Linked DNA regions of Mus musculus: region 1 is linked to region 2. The links are chromatin contacts, called in public promoter capture Hi-C maps. All regions are on one chromosome and are shown on one strand. Each heading gives the region's core, a stretch centred on a gene start, on an enhancer-like site or on the middle of the called end of the contact. The rest is flanking DNA. Distances are from core to core; before and after follow the strand shown.

What was found. Promoter capture Hi-C pulls out the DNA fragments that hold promoters and counts their contacts.
Region 1: a promoter capture Hi-C map of pre-B cells shows a contact between it and region 2, with 5 times the contacts expected there. The contact joins the promoter of B230307C23Rik here to the promoter of Ltn1 in region 2. A contact is called at or near these places in 1 of 39 promoter capture datasets (pre-B cells) and 1 of 484 Hi-C or Micro-C datasets (B cells).

What each region holds. Positions count from the first base shown.
Region 1 is chr16:97,995,718-98,000,062 of GRCm38.p6, forward strand. B230307C23Rik (RIKEN cDNA B230307C23 gene) reads left to right here and starts at 1,619. Exons shown (of 4, transcript NM_001362093.2): 1 at 1,619-1,719. The coding sequence starts at 1,717. It overlaps C030010L15Rik (a long non-coding RNA gene), which reads right to left. Exons shown (of 5, transcript XR_001781957.2): 3 at 1,980-2,070; 4 at 1,209-1,734.
Region 2 is chr16:87,430,839-87,434,961 of GRCm38.p6, forward strand. It overlaps Ltn1 (listerin E3 ubiquitin protein ligase 1), which reads right to left and starts at 1,768. Exons shown (of 30, transcript NM_001081068.1): 1 at 1,588-1,768. The coding sequence starts at 1,629. It overlaps Rwdd2b (RWD domain containing 2B), which reads right to left. Exons shown (of 5, transcript NM_016924.2): 5 at 2,493-3,788. The coding sequence ends at 3,554.

The sequences.
Region 1 (4,345 bases), core at 369-2,868, about 11 Mb after region 2:
TCCTAAGTACAAAGTCCCAGAGGATGAAAAAGACATGAAAAGTAGAAGGCAGAAAGTTACAAAAGCTGGGGTGGGGAGGCCTTGCAGAAGCCTCTGTGTATGAATGTTTAGCTTCCCAGTGAGGAAGATGTGTTGGCTAACCATAGTGCTCCACTGGGTTTGTTATCTGGTTCCTGTTTGCCTTCCAGGGTTCACATACTTACCAGCTGAAAAGTAGCTGCAGTTTACCTAAGCCCAGCATGAAGGACTCAACCCAAGTGAAATTAGAGTATTTGGGGGTTTATTTGGGGGTAGCTCTCTAGTGGATTCAGTGATCCCAAGGAACCAGAGAGTTCACTAGTCCCAAGGAGGTCAGAGAAGTTATGGGATGGGAGTATAAGGAGCAGAGGTGGGGAGAAGGAGCTAGCAAGGCATGCAGGGGGGAGGGAGATGGAGAGGGAAGTGGAGGGAGGAGGGGGAAGGGCAGGAGAAGGAGGAAGGAGGAGGCAGAGAGAGAGAGAGAGAGAGAGAGAGAGAGAGAGAATGAAACAGAGAGACAAAGAGTACAAACTGTCAGGATTATATAGGAAGATCTTCTGGAGACAGGAAAGCTCAGGGTACAAGGTGGGGTCTGCCAACTTTGCTATGTAACAGGTGGAGACTGAGGAGAGCTGGGAGAACCTGGAGGTTCAGCTGTAACCTTCCCAGCCTTGAGCAGGCTAAGCAGACCTTGAACATTCATCTTGACAGGCCTTATCAAGCTGGATAGAGACATGTGTCTTGGCTGCAGTTGCAGGTTCCCATGGGAACTTAGCTGTTTTGGCTGCCTGTGCTGACCTTGTTCTACAACATATTCCAGCTAAAGAAGGGGATGGGTTTTGTGGTTTTTCCCTTTATAAACGTAAAGCCTATTATTAAACTTTGAGTCTTGATCAGAATCTTTGTCTTGACTTCATTCTTCTCTCGCGTACCCCCCACCCCCATCTTTTCATTTCCAGCACCCCTTTCAGGTAAACTCAGTTCTCCCGCGGCTGCTGGATGGCTCCACCCAGCCAGCTTTGGTGTGTTAAATATATGCAGATCAGAAGCTGGTCCCGGGTCTGAATCCCAACCGCAACAAAACTATTGTTTCCCCAAATCTCTTTTTAATCGTTAATATCCTGGGCACCCTTCCGCTTGTAGGACAGATTGATAACTCCACTGCAAGTTGAGCTATGCAAGCTAACTACCTTGATTCCAGGAGGAAGGCAAACAGTCTACTGAGTGAGGAAAGCTCAGGCTGAAAAGTCAAGGACTTGCTGAGCACGGGGTCAACTGTTCACATAGGGGAGGAGCAAGCGGCTGAGCAGTGATAGGTGCAGTGGTGGTTCCTCCCTGGGGCTGTGCGGGGAGACAGAAGGGTAGGCTATTGGAGGACCGGCACAAGTATTACAGAAATGAAAATCCCTGTAGATCTGGAAAAGGTCGTCCCTGGATTTGAAGCTTGGTCTGAGAACTTCTACACTGTGTGGCTTCAGCACACTCTAACTCTAAGGGAGGTGCTCGACTCACTCAAGACTTACTGGCCAATCAGAGCCTCCAGGCAGACCTGCGTGTCAGAAGAGAAGGCGGGTTTTCCGGGTGCGGTGGTGTCGGTTTCGCTTCCTGGTTGAGTGCTTGAATGGTTCTGTGTGCCGTGCTCCGTTTCCTGCGGTTGGATGCTGTGGATTGTGCACAGGCAAGCTCCGAAGTTGCGACATGGTAAGCACAGGGTCACTGCCAACAATGGGGAGAAGCAGGGGTCTCAGCAGCGCGAGCTGGTGTGGTGGGGCTTTCACAGGACTGAATGGGAATCGGCGGCCACGTGTGAGGTCCTAGCCACTTGGGGGACCCAGCTGTAGCCTCTGAATAACTTCACTGTGGGGGCTGCATCTGTGCAGAGCATTTGGCCTGTGTGTAGAAAGATCTTTGGCATGATCCCAAACTCAGAGAGTACTAGTTTCTGCAAGTTCTGTTCTTACCATTTGCCATTAAGGTGGACAATCCATTGGAGTTAATTTTGTGGAGGTTGTAAAAGACATCTCATGTGCTGGGTAGCAATCCAATATCAAGCTGTGATGTAAAAGTGCAGGATTAATGATCTAAAGGATTTACTAAAGCTTAGGAGATAGTAAGGCACTCCAAGTAGAATTTATCTGAGGGTGGACTGCATGTAAAACATCCCACAGATAGGTAATGTGCTAACTAGGGCTGTTAGAGATTAGGTTGCTAGGATACACAAGTTAATTCACCCGGATTGTCCAGAAATTGGGCACCAAACCATAACAAAGGAAACAAACTTGATTTACTACCATCCACTAGGTTCATCTTCATATCAAAGAGCAGGCCTCTAACAGGCTGGTCTATGGGGCCTTACAGGATCACAATCTACAGTAAGGCCTGGTGTGGCATAAAGGTTCAGTTTTCTTCTTGAGAAAAGCATAGTTCTGCCACATGGGTGAGATGATGCCTAGTGACAACCATGTGAGAAGGTAAAAAAGAAAACAAAACAAAACACTGTTGTATTGAGTGCTAAGTTACACTTTCCCTGAGGTTTCCATATATGGAGAATGACATAGCTCCTCATGAAACCCAGGAACATGCTTGGCAGAGCCAGTCACAGCTTGGGGCCTAGGCCTTGGGAGCTTTCCCTGAGGCTCTGGGTATAGAGATAAAACAGAGCTTCTTCTCTAAGACCTGGAATATGCTTGGGAGAGCTGGTAATAGTCTGGGGCCAGGGCCTTTGGGAGGGGTTGCTTCAGATTCTGAGAGCACAACTCTTCCCACCGTACGGGGTTGTGGTTATCAGTCCCAAGGCCATGAGAGACTTGGTCAGAAATTTTTTCAGATACACTGAGTTTCCCCTTGTGCAGCAACTATTTGATTAGACTTCTCCTGAGTGTGTCCCATTGTATGATGCTTCTGCTGACTTCATAGTTTCTTCATCTTTCTCCTGACTTCATAGATGTCTCCCATCTCCTTCCTTTCCCTCATGTCAATCGTGTACAAGATGGTATTCTTTAGAAGCTTACTTAGCATGAGCCATAGCTTGTGTAAGTCCTCCCCACCCCAGCTTTTTTACTTTCTACCTTTTCCTTTTCCAGTGTTTTTCATCATCTGGAGCCTTCCACTCAGGACACTCTCACTAACCTGCTGTGTTAGGGCACTGGTGTACTTAAGAAATGATCCCGGGGTTATATTTGCTGTGTAAATTTCCCATCTGTCTAAGTGGCTAGACTTGCAGTCTCCAGTCTATATTTAAATTGTTCAGAACTTAACCTGGAACCTGAATCTAAAAGAGACTTAAGGGTGGCAGCATATGTGGAATGCAAAATCCATCCTCGTCTGGCTCCTCTTTAGTATTAACCAGTGTAGCTGGTCTTTACTACTTTATGGTTTCTTCTTTTAACACACACTTAATCCCCTCCCCCCCCCCAACTCCAACCCCCTCCTCTTTCACCCCCTAACACCAGATAGGACAGAAACAAGGATGGAGGAGAAAGAGATCCTTGAATCTAGTTTCTTTTTTTGTACTGGCCCCTCACCTCCCCACCCCCAGCATGAGTCAGTCTCTGATGCAGGGAGCAAGGATTAAAGATAGGAAAGGCAGAAAGAAGATGCAAAGCCAATAGTTAGATTTGGGAGGACTGCTGGTTAATACTGCAGCAGCAGCAGCGAGAGCCTTGAGTTTATTTTTCATAGTCTTTTTATACCCACACAGTACTGTAGAATGCAAAGCTACAAGCTAACAGAAACAATTTCCTGAAATATACACAGAATATCTGTTCTTATCCAAAGGTACCTCCCTTGAACCTCAGGAGTACCTCCTCTTATAGTTCCATGTCTCATTAGGCTGGGAAATCTGCCAACAGACCCTGACCCGCCTTGACTGCCTGGGCACATAGAAGAATAGCGTCAGTTTTAAAGCATAAATATCGTCATCCAGGAAGAAAAAAGGTGTAAAGGAAGTTCCCTTGCTCACTGTATTCAGGGTCTTATCAAGATGATCAACTTATGACAAGATGTAGGAACACATTGCTCAGCTGTATTATTATTATTATTAAACTTACTTCCTTGTCCTAGCCCAGTGTCAAATGTTTGCCTTATTCCTAGAAGCAGTACCAAGGGTTATCCACATCTGGGAGAGTAGAAGATTCCAATAAAATTCAAATTTACCATACTAGGGCTCTGTCTGCTCATAGGGTGGATGGAAGGGCAGAGCTGGGAAGACCTGTGCTGTCTGAGTGATTTAATCTCTAATCCTCCAGTAGGAGAGCCTCTTCTGTTCTCTGGGCAGCCTAGCAATCAGGAGGAGCAGCAGTGGGAGGTAGCTTACAGGTTCGTTCCG
Region 2 (4,123 bases), core at 518-3,017:
CTTAAAGGGGAAAAAAAAGTATTGTACACTTCTGGAATGATATACTGAAAATGTTATCATACAAAGCATGGTCAAAAATGGCTTAGCTGGAATCAATAGAAGGAAACAATTAGATGAGACTAAACAAAGCCAACCAATGGCCAACTCTTCCTGGTCATTATGACATAAAAAACACGCTCATTTAGGATGTATGAAATGGAAAACTGTCTAAATCAAAAGACTTCAAAGTATAAGTTGTTTTTATGTGTCTTTTAATGTATTCCCTGCCAAAGGGAACAAGTGATACTTGACTGAGTCATAAATGCTTTGAAAATGTTATTATCTAAAAACAACTTTAAGTCAGTCCTGGTGGTGCATGCCTTTAATCCCAGCACTGTAGAGACAGAGGCAGGCACATCTGTGAACGACTTCCAGGACAGGTGAGCTACAAAGAGAAACTGCCTTGATAAACCAAAATCAAAATAAAATAAAAACAGAATTAAATCTATAAAAGTTAGTAGAAATACAAATTGTAAGTCTACATGTTATATTTGTGTACTCCACCATGGTTAAAGTTTCACATGTTATATGAAGAATGACACTGTTTTTAGAATACATAAGGTAGAGAACTTGGGTGTTAAATACTGAGATCAACTCTCCTAAGGGTCAGCAAAATTTATAAATTAAGAGATGAGGGACTGGAAGGATGGCTCAGTGGTTAAGAGCACTGACTGTTCTTCCAAAGGTCCAGAGTTCAAATCTCAGCAACCACATGATGGCTCACAACCATCTGTAACAAAATTTAACTCCCTCTTCCGGGGTGTCTGAAGACAGCTACAGTGTACTCACATATAATAAATAAATAAATCTAAAAAAAAAATGGTGGAACAGGTCTATAAAAGCGAACTGTGTGTGTGTGTGTGTGTGTGTGTGTGTGTGTGTATGTGTGTGTGATCCATCAGGATAAAGGCTGCAGAGAAACACCTGCCTTTAAGATACTTTCAAAGCGCCAGGTGGTGGTGGCACACGCTTTTAATCCCAGCACTTGGGAGGCAGAGGCAGGAGAATTTCTGAGTTCCAGGCCAGCCTGGTCTACAGAATGAGTTCCAGGACAGCCAGGGCTATACAGGATGCATTAAGGTATCTAGAGCCACCTAACATATGGCCATCCGAAGCCTGCCAGGCCAGCCAAGTTCGTGGCAAGTTCAGGGTGGCCAGAGTGAAGCAGGAAAAGCGAGGTAAGCTTGAGACCAGAGACCCAACGGGTGACACCGACCTGACACCGGGCATACCACCGACGGGCTCGGGCCTTGGCAAGGAGGGACTGAGCGAGTGAAGCCCACGCTTGCTTCTTCCCTCCCACAGCTCCTACACAAGCTCGGCCACCCACGAGGGCCGCCCGGGTGCTCACTGTCACCGTTTCCCGATGACACCTCCCTCCCTGGGCGCGCTCCGTTTCCCAGATCCGGCGTGAAACGTCGTTTGGGTCCCAACTCCTCGACTTGTCCACCCGCGGGGACGCACACACCGGGAGGTCACACTCTTCCCTCACGGCCCTCTGGACACCCGGGCCGCAGGCCGCGGGGCTACCATCACCACAGGACTCACCCTGAGGTTCCCCTTAGTCCGCTGCTTGTTCTTCCCGCCCATGGTGGCGGTGGCAGCCCGGCTCTCAGTCTGCAGAGCCGAAGTTGACACGGGCGGGCCACAACTTCCGGTCCCTCGCGCCGGAAGGGGATTCACTGTAGCCACTTCCCCCTCGCCCTCCCAGCCTTTCGGCTTCCTACTTCCGCTCCCGCCTCCCTGTCAGGACTCTGACCATCCGCTGCCTGAAACGTAACAAAGAAGGCCACGCCTGCCTGAGTGGCGTCACTGCTGACCAATAAGAAACCAGCGTTGAGCCCGTGGCGCCAAACCTGTCCGAGATATTTGTAGTGGAGAGATTTCCTTCCTAGTGTGTAGGAATTTGCTCTTCCAGAGGTCCTGAGTTCGATTCCCAGCAACCACATGGTAGCTCACAACCATCTGCAATGGGATCTGACGCCCTTTTCTGGTGTGTCTGAAGAAAGCTACAGTGTACTCATATAAATAAAATAAATCTTTAAAAATAAAATGAAATAATAAAAGCAGAGGAGTTGGGGCGACTAACTTGGTAGAGTGCTTTCCTGGCATTCCTGAAGGCTGAGTTTGATTCCCTACATTGAGCAAACCAGGTCTGCTGGCACACCCTCCCAATACCAGCACTGAAGACACAGAGAAGAGGAGAATCACAAATTTAAGGTCAGCTTTGCACACTTAAAGTTCAAGGGCAGCCTGGGATATATGAAAATCTATCTCGAAATAGGAAATAAAAAGAAAAAAGAATCATCAGGTCACATAGGCATGAGACACTGTCTTAAAGAAACAACAAGAAACCATTTGAGCTCTACTCATGCCCCAGTCTTCAGCGATGCAAGGCCAGATAGGGGCCAAATCTAAACACATGCAATTTGAAATGAACCACAAACACCAATGAGGAAGGCTTTATACTGTTTGTACTTTAAAAGACAGGGTAGTTTCAAACTTCTGACTACTGATAACAAGCACAGATTGTTTAAAATTTCATTTTATTTCAAAGGTCTGGAGACAGGCTGGGATTAACATTGGGTCCGCATGTGGCAAGGTGTCTTGTACAATGACATCTCTGAGATAGCTTGGCCCTTTCTCTTGCCATCACTTCAGGGGCCATGGCAGAAAGAGAAGAGAGGCAAATTCATCCCCAGAAATCCTGCACTGTAACCTACAGCCCAATGCAGCTGCAAGAGAGGCCAGGAGGGTGAACAGGCAGCTTTTCCAGGTTCCTAGTGAAGGCAGAAGAGTGTGGGAAATCCCTAGCAAGTCGAACCATCAAAATTACCTTCACATATAATTTGTCTTTCAAGTTTCATGAGACAGAGCCTCGTGTAGCCCAGCTGGCCTTCAACTTCCCATCCTCCTGCCTCTACTTCCCAAGTGCTGGGATTATAAGCATGTGCCTTCAGATCCAGCTCACGTCAAGAAATTTCCACCAAGCTGTAGAGATGGCTCAGAGGTTAAAAGGGTGCACTGCTCTTGCAGAGGACCCAAGTTTGGCTCCCAGCACCCACACCGGGTACCTCACAACCTCCTGTAACTCCAGCTCCAGGGGATCTGATACCCCAAATATATTTACATGTTTATGTTCATGCATGCACCCTTGGAGGACAGAGTACATCAAATGCCCTGAAGTAAAGACATATAGGTAGTTATGAGCTCCCTGCCAGGGGTGCTGGGAACTGAACTTAGGTCCTTGGCACTAGCAGCATATGCTCTTAACTTCTGAGTCATTTCTCCACCCTTCTCACTTAGTAATTTAAAGCTTACAAGTCGAAACCCAGTTTTTCTCTCAGGCATGGCAAGTTTTAACTGATACATTTCAGCCATATTAATTTTCTTCTTGTGACCCCAACCCTAGTACATCCTAGAATGGAGCTGAAATTGAATTTCAAGGAAAAACAGGAAGAAATGATCAACAGAGGAACAGTGAGCCAACAGGTCTGACTTCCCCTCTGCTCAGTCACTGTCCTTCTACACCAAAGAACATCTGGAAAACATCCCCACATCCCCTGGCATTTAAGAACTGATACAGCTGGCCAAAGTCCATGTGGTTTCCTCTGGCTCCGTGGACACTGAAGGCCTTTTCTTCAAGAATGGGAAATTTCCGCTGTCCTTCCATTCCGCCGGCTGTACCGTCAAGAGGAATGTCTTCTCGATGACGAATTAAAATCCTCTTCCAGTTTAGTTTTCTGAGTCTGAAACATAGTTTTTCAGAGTAGAAAATTTCAAAACATATTTTGTACAGAAGTGAGCTAGAATCTGTAAGACAGACTTATCAGAGTTGGTAGTGAGGGCACACGCATTAACCCCAGGACATGGGAGGCAGAATTCAGATCTCTGTGAATTGGAGACCAGCCTGGTCTGCATAAAGTGTTCTACACCGGCCAAGGCTATATAGTGATATCCTGTCTCAAAAACCAAACAACAAAGGATTACTTGCCAGTGTGTGTTCCTGTAAGCACGGAGATACTCTCACAGGGGCTTACTTTCCTCAAATGGTTCTCATTACACCTGAACACGCACTGATGGT